Regions from separate parts of the Gossypium hirsutum genome. Here regions 2 and 3 are each linked to region 1. Evidence: chromatin contacts called from public Hi-C data. All regions are on one chromosome and are shown on one strand. The core of a region is the stretch at or near the end of the contact, and the rest is flanking DNA. Distances in the headings are between cores, read along the strand shown. Region 1 holds the start of LOC107962243 (F-box protein At1g78280). Region 2 has its middle 13 kb from the start of LOC107921968. Region 3 holds the start of LOC107920922 (MADS-box protein AGL24-like).

Region 1 (4,970 bases), core at 1,370-3,869:
AGGACACAGTGCCACCATCCGCTTGGAACAAATATTGTCTCCCCAGGTAGCTGAGTACACTCAATTGGCTTGTCTTCATCAGCAAGAAGTGGATAATAATCTAGCCACCACTGTACACAAAAAGAAAAAAAAGATTCAACAAAAGTAATCCGAAGAAATGTGATAAGAACTAGGAGATCAAGCAAAGGACCATAGTTTAGATTACCTGTAATGATGATGGAGTATCAATGTTGACATCACCATCTTCATCATTTACATGCACTGTAACGCCCAAAGGAACTCTTCCAGGAGGATACAACGCCCACCTGCCCAAAAAATTGACAAATGACATCCTGGATATCAGCTTTTCAGCCATAGTGAAGAAACAAAAAAGACAACCTTATGCAGCCAAATTCAGTTATCAGGCACTTTATGGACTAATAACCAGAGCACTAGTATAAGGTCAAATGAAATCAATAAAAGATAAAGTTTAATGAAGTTGTTGGATATTCCTAAATGAGCTCCACAAACAGACTTCCACTGTTATTAAGCAGGAGGCACAAAATGTGAAATCCAAAATCACCACATGGAAGCATTTTATAAATACAGAGGTAACATCTCAAAAATACCTTTTAAGACCACATAGAAGGGTATTCCAGGCGCTGGTAAGTGCTGGATCAACATGCCAAGAGGCACCAGACCTCTCTGGCCCAATGATAAGCCATCTGAATGGTGGTCGACTATCTCTATCTAGAACATCAAAGAAGTCTTCTTGAAATATTTGGGCCACATTGTAATCTTCCAATAACCCAGGTGCAGATTCTCCAAACTACATGACAAACAATCATAATACTTTGAGGTTTTTCTAAAGAGGCCACTATTCCATCATGCTCCCCAAGGAGAGGGAAAAAAAAGCCAAGCACATACTTGCACATAAATAGGCACACAAATGTATGAATGTTATGACTACCCTAAGCTCACCTTGTGATCAAAAATATAAAGAGGATCCTCATCATGCTGTTCGTTCATGTATGATACATAATCCTTGAATTTCATTGAAATTTTTCCAGCAGTTCTTTGAGAGATCTTAAATGCTGTATCTCCATATTTGAGCAGTAGTTTGTCAATTGTCCAATTAGTCCTTGCGGGCCAATACTCGGCCAATCCAGTGAGCAAAACCTGGAATGTAATTAGCAAGAACCCCATCCAAAAAGCAGAAATTGTTATCCAGCTGCTTAACTCATAAAATCTGGCATTAAGGAAGAGTGCAACATTTACAGATATAATGCAACAGATTTCTTTTAAATACTCAACAAAGGACAAATATGTAGGGGATACCATAGCAATCATTGACAGAAGCAGTGAGTTCAACACAATTTACTGAAAACAAACATAAAATATATGTAGCATACCGGTTTTTTCCCATCATATTCGCGATCAAACTGTTCCTTTGATAAATCGTTTTGTCTTTCAACATTTCCATCATCGAAAGAAAATCCGTCTAATGTAGTATGGCACCTATATAATCTTTTGTATAAGAAGAAAGAGTGAAATCCTGCAGCCCCCTCCCCCCCCCCCAAAAAAAAAATATAATATATATATGTTAACAATTACTCAAATCAATGCCATCATTTAAATAAAGAAAGGATTTATTTTCATAAAAACAAAAACGTGAGGCTATTTACCATCAAACTGCAATGGTTTTCGGCAATAGTCTATATATTTATTCGGCAAATTCTCTCTGCATTAAAATTATTATAAATAAATAAAAAGCCAGCGATATTAGATACTAAAATACAAAATTGAAGCAAAAAGAAAATAGGAAATTTAAGTTTCAGTTTCAGCTGCAAAGATGAAAATACAAATGCAACGTCGTCTTTTTCCAGGAGCCTTTGTATGGAAGTGGACCGTTGACTTTCTTGAGGCAAAGGCTCATCCAAAGCGGCTCTTCATTGCAGAATATATACATAACACTAAAAATGCAAACTCAAAATAAGAAAATATATTAGACAGAAGAAGATTAAAAAGCGAGAATATGGGAATTGGAAAAATTAAGAATAAAAAGAGAGCAAAGAAAAACAAAAACCTGCTGACACAAGCGAGACGAGCTATTTCAAGAGGAGTGAGGTAATCTAAGATGGCACAAATGAGTTCGTCGGGGAGGAGGTTGAAGTTGCCCAGGGCATCCACGCGGCGGTCTTTGAGATGCAAACTCTGGGATTCATGAGAATTTTCCATTGATGAGTTCAGGTTTTTTTTATTTTGGGGGGGGGGGGTCAGAGGGAATATGGGGATCGATCGAAGCAAACAGATTAAAGGTAATATAGATTTGTTTCGTCGTCTTTTAAACAACTTTGCTTGGAAATAACGCAGAGCGCGTTGCCACGTGTCTACTAAGACTTTCAATGCTATATATTAATTAAAATTTATAACTTCCATTGGAAGAAAAGTCACAAGCAGAGAAAGATGTCTCGCACAAGATAAATAATATGGGTAGTACAACAGAGAGTGCAAGAGGTCGAAAAACCCTAAGATACAAACTAAGGAAATAGGAACAATCTTAAGTTGAATCAGGTTTCCACCATCGAAAATAAAAAAAGAAGGGGGAGACTCAAGCAAATAACATTAGCAGACAATCAGCAGGGCAAATCAATCGGCCAGACGAGATGTATCTAAGTTACAACCATATCCTCTATATGGGCTTAACTCCGAAACATCATTGTATAAAAGTCCAACTTTTAGACACTATCTCATCCATATGTTTAAACTAATGGACCATTCCCATCACATAGGATATGGGCTCAATCAATTAAATTAATACATATTATCATTTTTTTTTATGTCATTGTTACATATAAATTTTTTTCTAGTCAATTACAAACATTTAACTCCATCTCTCCCCTAATCTTCCAATTTCGCTCCATTATCTCTGCAACTGAAACTTCTCGAAGCTCTAAATAATTTCATTTCTCTAATATCAGCTTTAATTTAAACAAAATGTTCTCCAAACAAAGACTGACGATTTCGTTATTCATATATAAAAAATAAACTTGTTTCAACAAGCATGTTTTTAAAATGTAAAATCATTTATATAATATCACTCGCAAAATTTATCTGTAAAATAAAATTTTCACTGTTTTCTTAAACCAAAACAGTCCAAATGATGAAAATAAAGAAAATGTTATTATTTTTGAATTTAGAGTTGAATTGAATTCAACAAAACTATCAAACTTAATTTTTTTTTTGATAAGTGAAGAATTCATTACCAAAAAGAAAAAAAAAACCTGCTACATGAACAACATCACTCAACAAGAAACTATACAACAAAACTATACATTCATGTACTAGATAAGCCCCAATTCAAGCAAAGGTGTTTGTTAATGGTGTACATCTTATTAATCTGTTTACCATTCAGCCGAACTCTCAGCACTTCTTGAATTCTTGCAAGCAAGACCTCCACCAGATTAGAAGGTTTGCCAAAGAGTCTGCCATTCCGCTCAAACCAAATGATATGTATAAATGCAGTCCATGCAAGTTTGAGAATGCAAACTATGAGAGACTTACCTTTCAATTAATTCATAGCCCAATTCAACTCTTGAATCCAAGTCCCAATAGATCTTGTAATGCCGTAGAGAACCAAAATCAATCCCCAAAGCCCTCGGGCGAACTCACGTTCAAAAAAGATGCAGTCTCTTGTTTTCAGTAGCAGAGGAACATTAAAGGCAACTGCTATCAATGTTAAAACCACAAGCAATTAACCAATCTCTTATAGGTAGCCTGTTCAAAATATCCATCTATGCAATAAGTGAGTGTTTAGGCACATGAAGTGGAAACCAGATAAGCCTCTGCCTTTTCCCCTTTCATTTGAGTAGGGAACCGCAAAATAAATTCAGCAGCAAGATCCCTCAGATTAAGGAGCCTCCTCCATGTCCAACTACTAGAGGAATTCAAAGAAACATTCCAAAAAGAATCCCCTTTTGACGCATACATTTGGATCCAAGCAATCCGTAAGGAACCCTCAGAAGCAAGCAAGACTGGAATTAGTTAAGACATGCAAACTTTGTTCCACTCCTCTAAATTTCTGATGCTTAATCCTCTCTCTGACTTGAGTAAGCAGATGGTGCTCACCCTAACCCCTACAGCACTGCTATTGGACCCCTTCTAGAAAAATCTTAGGGACAACTAGGTAGTACTCTAGAGAACAAACTTAGGTAGAAGGTACTATCTGCTCTATAAAGCTTGCACGCTGAAGAGAACATATTTGATCAGTTGAAGTTTACCAGCAAAATTAAGTGTTTGGGAGACCAATAATTAATCAGACCAATAATTAATCCTACAAGTTATCTTCTCAATGAAGGGTTTGCAATCAACATTAGGCACCAAAGGCACACCAAGGTAATGTATGTAAACCCAATTACAGCCACCATGACAAGGAAGATCTCAGTCTTAGCAGCATTGAGTTGAAGGCCAAAAATAGTGTAAAATTCTTACAAAATACACCAGACTCCAACCACTGAATCAGCTAAACCTTTTACAAAGATTAAAAGATCATTTGTAAATGAGAGGTGAGTTAGAATTATCCTATGACACTTTGGATGAATGTCACACTCAGATTGTAAAATCTTATGTAGCAAAAGAGTTTGGCATACTAAATTCAAAGGTTCTCTAATCTGGCGGGTTTTTTTTGCAAATAAGAACAAGTAGCGGGCTGGTTGAGGGAAAGTTGGATTTCAACCATAGTTCCGTTAGTTTTGAACTAAGTATATGTTAGTGAGAGACATGATGATTAAGGTATTTCTAGGTGGCTGTGAATTGGTTTTAGTTAAAGGGGTTGGAGGGACTATATATATCCTTCACCGGGAAGGATTCTTTTATTTTTCTGTTCTTCTTCTTCATTTCTCTAGTTTGCAATAAAAGAGAGAAGATTAAGGAACGTTCGTGCATGGAGAGCAGAGATTGAGGTTTAAGTATTAGAAATTAGAAATCTTGTA
Region 2 (4,970 bases), core at 722-3,221, 230 kb after region 1:
TTTTGTCCAACAAATAGACATTATTAGGTTAAAAAATGAGGGAATAAGACATAGCCATATTAATTTTAATTTATTCTTGCATTTTATTTTTTTTATGGGTTTCTAAACTATAAAGTTTTTGAGATCCAATTATTCTTAATCTTTTATTAATTTTTTAGTATTTTTCATGTCTTTTGCTTGAATTAAAATTGTGCAGGTTTGTTAAATATTCTATCAGCATTTATAGCTTAGAATGATTACATTGTCAATTAGAAATTTAATCAATTGACTGATTCTAAAATTTATGACAAATTGCGTAATTGTTAATGAGTGTGGGCATACGAATTAGCTTAAATAAATTATGATTGCATGCTTGTTTGTTAGAATTGGGTATATTTCGTTGTTAATGCTATTGATAGATTAAACCTTAAGCGATCGTTATAGGATTGTTTGTCAATTAGGGAAATAATTAATGGCAATTGTCTTGATTATCGAGAAGGTAAGAAAATACTAAGTTGTTAGTTGATCGCAGACAATTACAATCAATTTATTAAAGAACATTGAATATTATATTTTACATCAATGATCAAACCCTTAAATCAAACGGAGATTTTACTTTAACTAGAGTTTCATCGTATTAATTTTCTCTAAACTTTTAATTATCACTTTCTTTACTAAATTTTAAATTTAGTTTTCTCTTTAATTTTAAGTTTCTTTAAAAAAAACCTCCTTTTTATTTATTTTAATTAATGGAATAAAATTACTATTGATGTTTGTGGATTCAACCCTTCTCACTAATTACAATTATTTATTTATTTAAGTAGGCTTTATTTTTGTAAGCCCCGACGGCCTATCAAAATTTGACAACGTTGCTGAGGATTGATGTGAATATATATTTTTTTTTTTAGGTTTTGTTTATCTTTATGCCCCAATCTTCTCATATAGGTGACCTCGTGTACGATCCGAAGATTGAAAGAAGTGCAAGAAAATTAAGACGAGAAACTAGAATGAATCGAAACCCATTGTTTGCTGCAATTGAATCAGATAGCAACAGCTAGTCGTCATCTAGAAAAATCAAGATCAGTGAAATAAAAGGAGTTATGATTGATACTGGAACTTTATGAGAGTTAGCTGCACGAGAACTAAATCATCAATCATTTTACATTCAGCATCTTTTTGAACTGAAATATGGTTTAATTCCTACTTTTCATGGTTTTCAAACAAAGATCCTCAAGCACCTAAAGAAGTTCCATGTCATGTGCTCTACTATGAAACAGGCGTTACATTGAAAGCTTTTTCGTTTTCATTACAAAAGATTGACTCCTATATACCAAACTTTTCTTAAGACGAGCAAGGGTTTTCAAGCTTGGCCGGCTACCAACTCTTGGACATACTGTATATAGTCAGTTTTAGCTACATTGAAACTAGGAAAGCAATACTAAAAATGGCAAATCCAAGTTAAATGCATCGAACCCTTCAAATAGATATTCAATTTTTAAAAAATTACTACCGAATTTAATTTTTAATTCTTAATTTTAAAATTTAAAATTTAAAATTTTAAATTATAATATTTTTTAGAGAAGTGGACATTTTTATTGCAAATATATATATACTTAAAGAGTACTATTAGGTGAAATATTTTAATTTCACAAGTTGAAATTAAAAAAAGTCATTATATATCGTATTTATTTTTATTTTAAAAATACTAATTAAAAATAAATAATATTTTTTTAATTTTATTATGAAATTTTATATAACTATTATTCCAACCCAAACTATTTAAAAAAAAAGTTTTCAGCTATGAAATTAATTTCATTGTTGATAATTATAATATTATGATAGTGATTGGACGGTAGATCTTGGCTTTGTCTGATTATGTCAAAACAAAGAAGGTTGTGGCTTTTGCACATTCCATTTGGAATTGGATGAATGAATATAGTCAGTGCAGTGCATGACCAAATTGTGATGAAAAAGAAAAAGAATTGCTTATCCGTATTGCACACATGGAGTAATCAAATTGGACCACATTTTACATAACATAATCTACGCTTTCTCAATTTCCATATGCAAACAATTTTAATTTGCTTTCTAAATTTCAATCTTATTCATTGTTATTTAATTATACAGAAAATGACAAATTTAGGTAAAACTAACACATATTTATGGGTGTCAACTTATCTCATTAATGTTAGAATACTATATATACAATCTATTGTTTAATCATTTATTGATGATGAATGATTTTTATATCGATAATTGTTGAGATATTTCCCTTAAAGTTTTTACATTTTTTTTGTTATGGATACAAATTTAGCTTGATGTAATAAGAATTTAATATTTATGGGTATTGAGTTCAGGTCTTTTATAACACATTGAATTAGCCACCTATGGATATCAAGATCATGTTATTTTTAAGTTGTTGATCCATTTCCCCTTTCTTATAAGTTTTACAATTTATTAAATCAAAATTAATTTAAAAAAATTATCCCAAAATTCTCTCAAACATCTACAAACCTTAAGCCATTCAAAATACTATTCAAATTTCTACAAGTCACTTTTATCATGTTAGTGTTTTTTTTTTAGTCATAATTCATGAATTAGTGTTAGTAAAGTTGTCATTTGTTTTTTTGTCCATTATTATTGTGTTTAACAATTACTGACAATAAATTTAAAACTGTTTTTAATCAATGTTGTATTCTTATTATTGTCGCAATTATTGAATATGTTCTACAAGTGGTATAAGTTGTGTTATTATTTTTATTGTCATTGTAGTAAGTGTTAATTTTTTGTATTGGCTTAATTTACTATTTAACTTTTGAAGTGTACTTATTTTCTCATTTTGGTACCTAAATTTTTCATGACCCAATTTGATACTTAAAGTATGTATTTCTTATCTTCTTAGTCCATTTTGTAATGAACTTTAATAATAAAAAAATTGTAACACAACTTTGACAAAAAAAAATCACGTGACATGTTTTAGCCAATAAAAAAAAGTGACACATGACATTCTCTTATAAAATGTATAAATTTTATTTTATTAAATATATAAAGCTTAAGTTTCTAAAAACAATTGAAATAAAGATATAAAAATTCATAAAAATATCTATCTATAAAATCTAAAAAATATATAAATTACAAAAATTATACAAAGACATATTTTTTAACTCTACATCAAATTAGAATAATTGATATATATATTTTAAAAATAATTAAAAATTTGTTTAAATTCTTTTTCTTTTTGCTTTTTTTGACTTAAAAATATATATACTAAATTAAATTAACAAAATTTCTTTTTTTTTTCACGTCTTCTTTTTCTCTTCCCTCTTCCATTTTCTCTAGACCTGATCATGGGTTAAGTCATTCGTTCAGACCCAAATGCCCGCCTGTAAAATTAATAATTTTTTTAAACAAAATTAATGATTAATTCAAACCTTTGTTTAAAATTTAGAAAGAAGCATCATTGCCTGCTTTCATCAGTTGTCCCCATCGATACATTAATTTCTTAACCGTTTTATTAGTAAATATTCACTAAAAAATCATACCTATTTCTCATGTTAGTATTTAAAAACTCTTTTTAGGGAGCATTAATATAAATACTTACATTCATAGAATCAAATAAAATCCACACATGGCATAGAATCAAATCAATATAAAGCACAACGGACATATATACAAGAGAGAGAAGAATTGAATAAAACCCATACATGACATACACACAAGATAGGGAAGAACGGGATAAAACCCACACATAGCATATACACAAGATAGGAAAGAATTGGATAAAATCCATACATGACATACACACAAGATAGGGAAGAACTCGATAAAACTCACACATATCATACGTACAAGATGTGGAAGAACGGGATAAAATTCACACATTGCATACACATAAGATGGGATTAGGGACCCACACGTGCGTAGTTGCACATGGAAGGACCCAAACGTAGATACTCAGGGCCTCAGCTTTTGCCAACAATGCCAAGGCTTTATTGACATATTTAAAGCTTTTTTAAACTATCAGTTTTGTTTCAATTTACCCAAAAACAATATCAGGAAATAAAAACATGACACGTAGCGTGTTCTATTAGATATTGTACACCTTTTTATACAATGAAACAAAATTAATAATCTAAGTACCACTATTTGAAAGCTTTAAGAATCAATATGAGAGTGGTTTTGTCTTGTATAGAGTGGTGGTTAAAGTTTTTTTTATTAGATACCCATTTGGCTTGGATTCAAACTGCATTACCCCACCCCCACTCCTAATATTATATAAAAAAAAGTACCAATGTGAGAGTGGAAATATAGTTTAAATGTGAATTTGCTAATTTCTCAAAACAAAATGTGAATTTAATAATAAAACCTTATCTTAACTATAACTAGTATGATTCTCTCGCTTTGCGTTAGGTTGATTATTTATTTGTGTCAAATTATTGAGATCAAATTTGAAGTTTAAAATATATTATGATCCTACTTTTAGTTTCAAAATTTTAGACCCTCTACTTTTTGGATTTAAAAATTTAGATCCGATTGTTACCATGGTTAAAATTCTTCTATTAAATTCGCTGATATGACATTTTAAAATTTTAAAAAAATCACTTTGTAATTATGTAACAATAAAAATAATATTGAAAATGTTTTTATGAATTTTTTTCTCTTAAAAACATTTATTCGAATTCATCATAATAAATTTTTTTTGTTGAAATATTGTTCCTAAGTAAAATTAACATTGATAATTTTATTGAAACAATTAATAATATTAAATATTTAGACTAACTATTTTATTGAAATAGTTAATAATATTAAATATTTAGACTAACTAATGACATTATAAGAGTGGAAAGATCAAATTATATCAAAAAAAATAATGTATTAGATTAAATATCAAGTTTCAACATAATATATAGCTAAAACTGAAGTTTGACCATTGTCTTATAATGTCAAAAAAAAAATGTAACAAGGCAAACCTAAAAGAAATAGAAAGCTAC
Region 3 (4,970 bases), core at 1,702-4,201, 160 kb after region 1:
GGGTGCTTTTTCTTCGGAAATTTTGGAGCTTTGGTGATGAGATTTTATAGCTCATTGTCTCACTAGCACTATGCTAGCTTTGTAACCTTTTTGGTTCTTAAAAAATTTATTGGCTTAGCAAAAAAATAAATATGAAATAAACAACGGGCCAAAAAAAAAATTAAAACAAGGAACGGTTTAAAATTATTTCTTCAGCAAAACTTCCTGTGAGGAATTCACCAGAAATGAAAAGAGTTTAAGGTAAAAGATGCCTGCTATTACTACTGCGAGCGGTAACATTGAACTCCAATTGGCAATCAGAGTCCAAAGCATACAGGAAATCCATAGATGCTTGCGGCAAAGCCTAAACATTTACTGCTACTATCGATGAGCCAACTAGCTTCTTCTTCTTTTCTCAATAAATAAGGGATTTTTTTTAATACAAGGAACCAGAAAGTTTCCCCAAAATCAAAGTTCTTTCCTTTATATGACATGATAATATATGACCAAAAGGAGCGAGCAACAACAGGGTCCATGAGCATGAAGCAGCACAAATACATGAAAAGATCTAGCAGAGAGTAAAAGTAAGCTACTGAGGAGTTAGATTGTATTTTGCACCTTTTATTTAAAAAATAATAAATTAATTTTTATATGTTAAATTAAAAAATTAATTAATCTTTAATATTAAAAATCTTAACCATTTCTACCATTAGATACTGACATGACGAATAAAATAACCAAACAATTATATATGAATTAATTTACTTTTTTAATAAAATAAATAAATTATAATCTAACTTCTAATATAAAGTTCTTCAGTCTTTTTATTTGTAACAGGTGTGTAAAAATACAAAACAAAACATAATTGAACCGCAACAGAAGTGAATACAAAACACAGCAGAACAAACAAGAAAGCAACTAGCTATTTAGTAATAGAAAAAATTAGTTCATATTGGATCTCAAACATGAATCCATTTTGTACATTTAACATTCAAACTCGAATGTTAAAAGAATGATTCCGGCATGTATTTATGCTCGAATGTTACGTTCAATTTCTATTTAAGTTTTTCCATTTTGAGATTTTCAAAAATTAAACTCTTTACTTTAAAACTGAAATAAAAGAAAAAGCAATAAACTATTATGCACCTATTTATAGGAAAGGGAAAGAGTTTTTTGTTTATTTTGAAGATATTTTATTTTTTATAAGAGTTATTATTAATTTTTTTTAATTTTAAATTTAAATTTGTACTAATTATTGTTTTTAAATTTAACTATTGTAATATATGTAATAAATACTTTTTTACTTATCTTATTATAATATACTAATAACCAAAAGAAGCATTAGTATATAATATTCACTTAAAAGGAACAGAGATAGATAACTAAATACTCTTTAATTAATATTCTAAACCCATAAATTCAAAAATGAAGTTTTCAATATTCAAAAAATAAATTGAGTACTCAAATATGCAATATTAACAAACAAGTGTATTTTCTTTTCGGCCAAGTCAAATAATTTATTGAAAACCAAAAGATTTCAGTACTAGCTACAACCTATTAAAGCAAAACATAGCATTTTGCAAGCTCTAATATCAACATTATCTAAAAGAAAAGTCTCAACTAAAACCCATTCCAGCCCCACTAAAAATACACAAGAAGGGCAACCAAAAATTAGCATTTTCAAGATTTGTCCCCTGAACTGATATCATTAGACTTTTACGAACTCAACCTTTTTTAGACATTAACCGGATAAATGGGTTCTTATTTGTAGAATTTATTCGCAATATAAGCTTTAAACATTGTCAACTAACTTTTAGTCTTAGTTAAGGTCTAAAGTTTAAGCTTGGACACTTAAGTTCCTCCCCGATTTAATATATAATTTCGCGATAGAACTGGATTTTGGAAAATATATAGAATATTCTGTAAGTAATGCAAGAAACTAGACCTAATGCAAAAACTTGTATGCTTGCTTACCAATATATGCTCTTTGCATAACATTGATTAGAAACAGTTTGGAAAATGAGTCGGGATACATTGAAATCAAAGGTAAGATCTGATAACATATGAGGATTAATATATTGTAAAACATCCAACGCAACTAACTTTGGGAGATTAAACCTCACCCCCATATTTTAATATATATTGAAACGAATATTTAATAAAAAAATAAACATAAAAATCCAAACAAAATATAAATATAATATAATAATAAGAAGTTTGTGGGTAAATTTAAAATGGATATAATCTTTAGCTAAATGTGCCGGTAAAGATTCTCAACATATACCATGGAAAAACAAAGATCTCATACCCCAATAAATCAGTAACCGAAGGGCATAGGAAGATCAAATGCAGAATGCCCAAATTTATCCAACACTTATGAACTAAAACCAATCGATTAATGAATAAAGCCAGGAAAAATTAAATCAAAAAGACATCGAGAATTTTTTTAATTATAAAAAGAAATATTGGTATCTTTTTAGAGAGAGAGTGTGTGTGGCTATTTTATGCAAAAGATATCAGTATAGTAGTATAGCCTCCACGATCTATGGAATCTGAACAAAAACAAATATCATGTTACCAGGTTTGTTTAAGACTTAGCTTTTTTTTTTATTCTTTTTCATTAAAGGCTTAATTTTTGTTTTGGAAGATCTGTCACAGGATCTAAACCGGACATGGCAACGGAAGCTTACTACAAGTTCCCTTTGCTCTCTCTCCATCTATAACTATGATATAAGTAGACAGAAAGTAAAAGAAGAGAAAGAGTATTATTGGAAGTTGATGGAAAATATACCTGGAGGTAGCAAACTCAAAGAGCTTTCCAGTAGCTGAGAAAATAATGAGAGCAAACTCAGCGTCACAAAGAACTGAAAGCTCTTCAGCTTTCTTGAAAAGCCCTCGCCTTCTTTTAGAGAAAGTCACTTGCCTAGCCGTCAAGTTGTCTATCTTCTTGATCTTGATCTTCTCCCTCGCCATTTCTACCTTAAAAATAACAATATAAAAAAACTCCTCTCAGAGGAAAAAAAAATAGTAACAATAATACATAAAATGACTTAAAAACAAGAGGGAAAAAGTGAGTTTTCTTGACTTTTTGTGCCAAGTTCATTTGAGGAAATTTTAAGCTGAAGCCCTAGCGAAAGACCCCATGTTTCAGATCCAGGTTTCTAAAAGAAGAAAGAAACTGACAGAACTAAAAACTCAGACATAAAAGGAGTCGGATTGGTGGGTTTACTTTCATTAAATTTACCTTATTGAGATATATTTGTTCAGGAGCTGGAGTTAGGTCTGGTGACAGGAATCAAAAGCCTCCCAAATACAGAGGTTTAAACTGAAAAACCATAAAAGAGAGAGAAAAAAGAAAGGCAAAAGCCCTTCGGTTTGGGACTGTTACCTGACTCAAGAAAGGAAAGGTCTCCTCTTCAGACCTTGCTTTTTAGAACTACATATAAAGAGAAGCTTTCTATATTTTATCTTCAGTCTTCGGACATTTTGTTTTTGGAAATTAAGTCTCACTCCGTTTTATTTTCCTTTTTGTATGCAGAGAAAGGAATAGCCAAAATCAGCTCTGATCACCAATAATAGCAGATTTGATCAAACCAAACAAAGTGACTACATTTAACTCCTTTTCTTTATTCTATTTCACTTTTTTTTCTAATAAAATAATCCTTATTTTGGGGATTTTTTTGTGGACGAGGGCTTTCCGTACAATGGAGACTGTCATTGGCCAAAAACCCAAGATATTAACCCCACTTTTACTTTGGCTTCCCCTCTACGGCCACATCATCGCGTCACTTCCATCAATCAACCGACCGCGATAGCTCCAGAATTCCTTTCTTTCTTTATCACTTCCTACTTTCCAATTATGATTTTTCTCTTATATTTGTATATCACCCCCTACCTCCCTTTCTGGGTAATTTAGTGAAAAACGCCATTTCTAAAATTATTTATAAAAATAGATTAATTTTTTAATTATTTATTAGAAATGTTAAAATTTTTTAAAAGGACGTCTACGTTAGCACAAAGTCAAGAGATATGTCAGCAAAACGTATTCTTAAGAAAGCGTTTTGTCCACGTCAGCACAAAGTACTTCCTTGAAGGCGCGTTTTATGCTGACGTAGATAAAATACTCCCCTAAGAACGCGTTTTGCCCTGTTCCAATGGTCACTTAACTGTTTGACCTCCAACGATCAAAAAAATATATATAAAAGGTCCCCTTTCATTTTTTCACCCAAAAGTCCTCTCATAATTTTTTCTAAATTTTCTCCAAATTCTCTCAAATTTTTATCATATTTTTTCAAAACTCTATTTAATTTTTGCAAAAAAGCTCTATTTAAAATTTTTTTAATTAATTTTTTTAATTAAAAAATATTTTATCGTGTTAGTAATGGCCGGAGAATTAATTCATCTCGATAATAAATACATCTCCGTCGATCAAATGACAATGGTAAGTGATAATTTTAATTAATTTTTCAATACTATTTGATGTTTTTTTTATTTATGCAATTTTAATTAATTTTTATTTAATAATTTTTTATAACTCGTTGATTTTAGAGCAGCTGGTAAATTTAGTTGGGGGTTTGCCGTGTTAGCAACATTGTACCAGGAGATGTGCGAAGCGACACGACCGAATAAAGTAAAAATCAGAGGTTGCCTATCACTACTATAATCATGGGCACGGTTTCGCTTTTCATTTTTACGTCCTCGAGTGAACCACCCATATACATTCCCACTAATAACGAGGTAAATTTTATATTAGATTTTACAATTATTACGTAGATTTATAATATAATTGTATGCTAAAAATTTATTTAATTAGGTGGAACCATTCGACAAGTTATGTTGGAATACCCACCTTTCTTAAAAATATATGGCTTTTATTAGACCAAAGGTCAGAAGCACAAGTAAGTATTAAATAAAATATATATACATAATAAAATAGTCGTTTTGTATTTAGTATTTAGTATTATATATATAACTAATATTTTTATCATGTT

The links. A called contact is a pair of places that touch in the nucleus more often than the background predicts.
Region 2: a contact with region 1 is called in a Hi-C map of leaf, with 2.8 times the contacts expected there. The contact joins the enhancer-like site here to the promoter of LOC107962243 in region 1. A contact is called at or near these places in 2 of 34 Hi-C or Micro-C datasets (hypocotyl and leaf).
Region 3: a contact with region 1 is called in a Hi-C map of hypocotyl, with 2.5 times the contacts expected there. The contact joins the promoter of LOC107920922 here to the promoter of LOC107962243 in region 1. A contact is called at or near these places in 6 of 34 Hi-C or Micro-C datasets (callus, fibers, hypocotyl and 1 more).

The regions. Positions count from the first base shown.
Region 1 is chrA01:40,590,475-40,595,444 of Gossypium_hirsutum_v2.1, forward strand. LOC107962243 (F-box protein At1g78280) reads right to left here and starts at 2,620. Exons shown (of 16, transcript XM_016898561.2): 1 at 2,066-2,620; 2 at 1,842-1,952; 3 at 1,665-1,720; 4 at 1,392-1,534; 5 at 961-1,158; 6 at 609-808; 7 at 206-305; 8 at 1-110. The coding sequence starts at 2,217.
Region 2 is chrA01:40,824,615-40,829,584 of Gossypium_hirsutum_v2.1, forward strand. No RefSeq gene overlaps it. Among protein-coding and RNA genes, the nearest start is that of LOC107921968, 13 kb to the left of the region's middle. Within about 2 kb of position 1,972, at least 1 of the 9 cell types and tissues checked has an H3K27ac peak or open chromatin away from gene starts, as enhancers often do. A contact at or near this core is called in leaf, where this site is marked.
Region 3 is chrA01:40,752,862-40,757,831 of Gossypium_hirsutum_v2.1, forward strand. It overlaps LOC107920922 (MADS-box protein AGL24-like), which reads right to left and starts at 2,952. Exons shown (of 7, transcript NM_001327183.1): 1 at 2,771-2,952. The coding sequence starts at 2,952.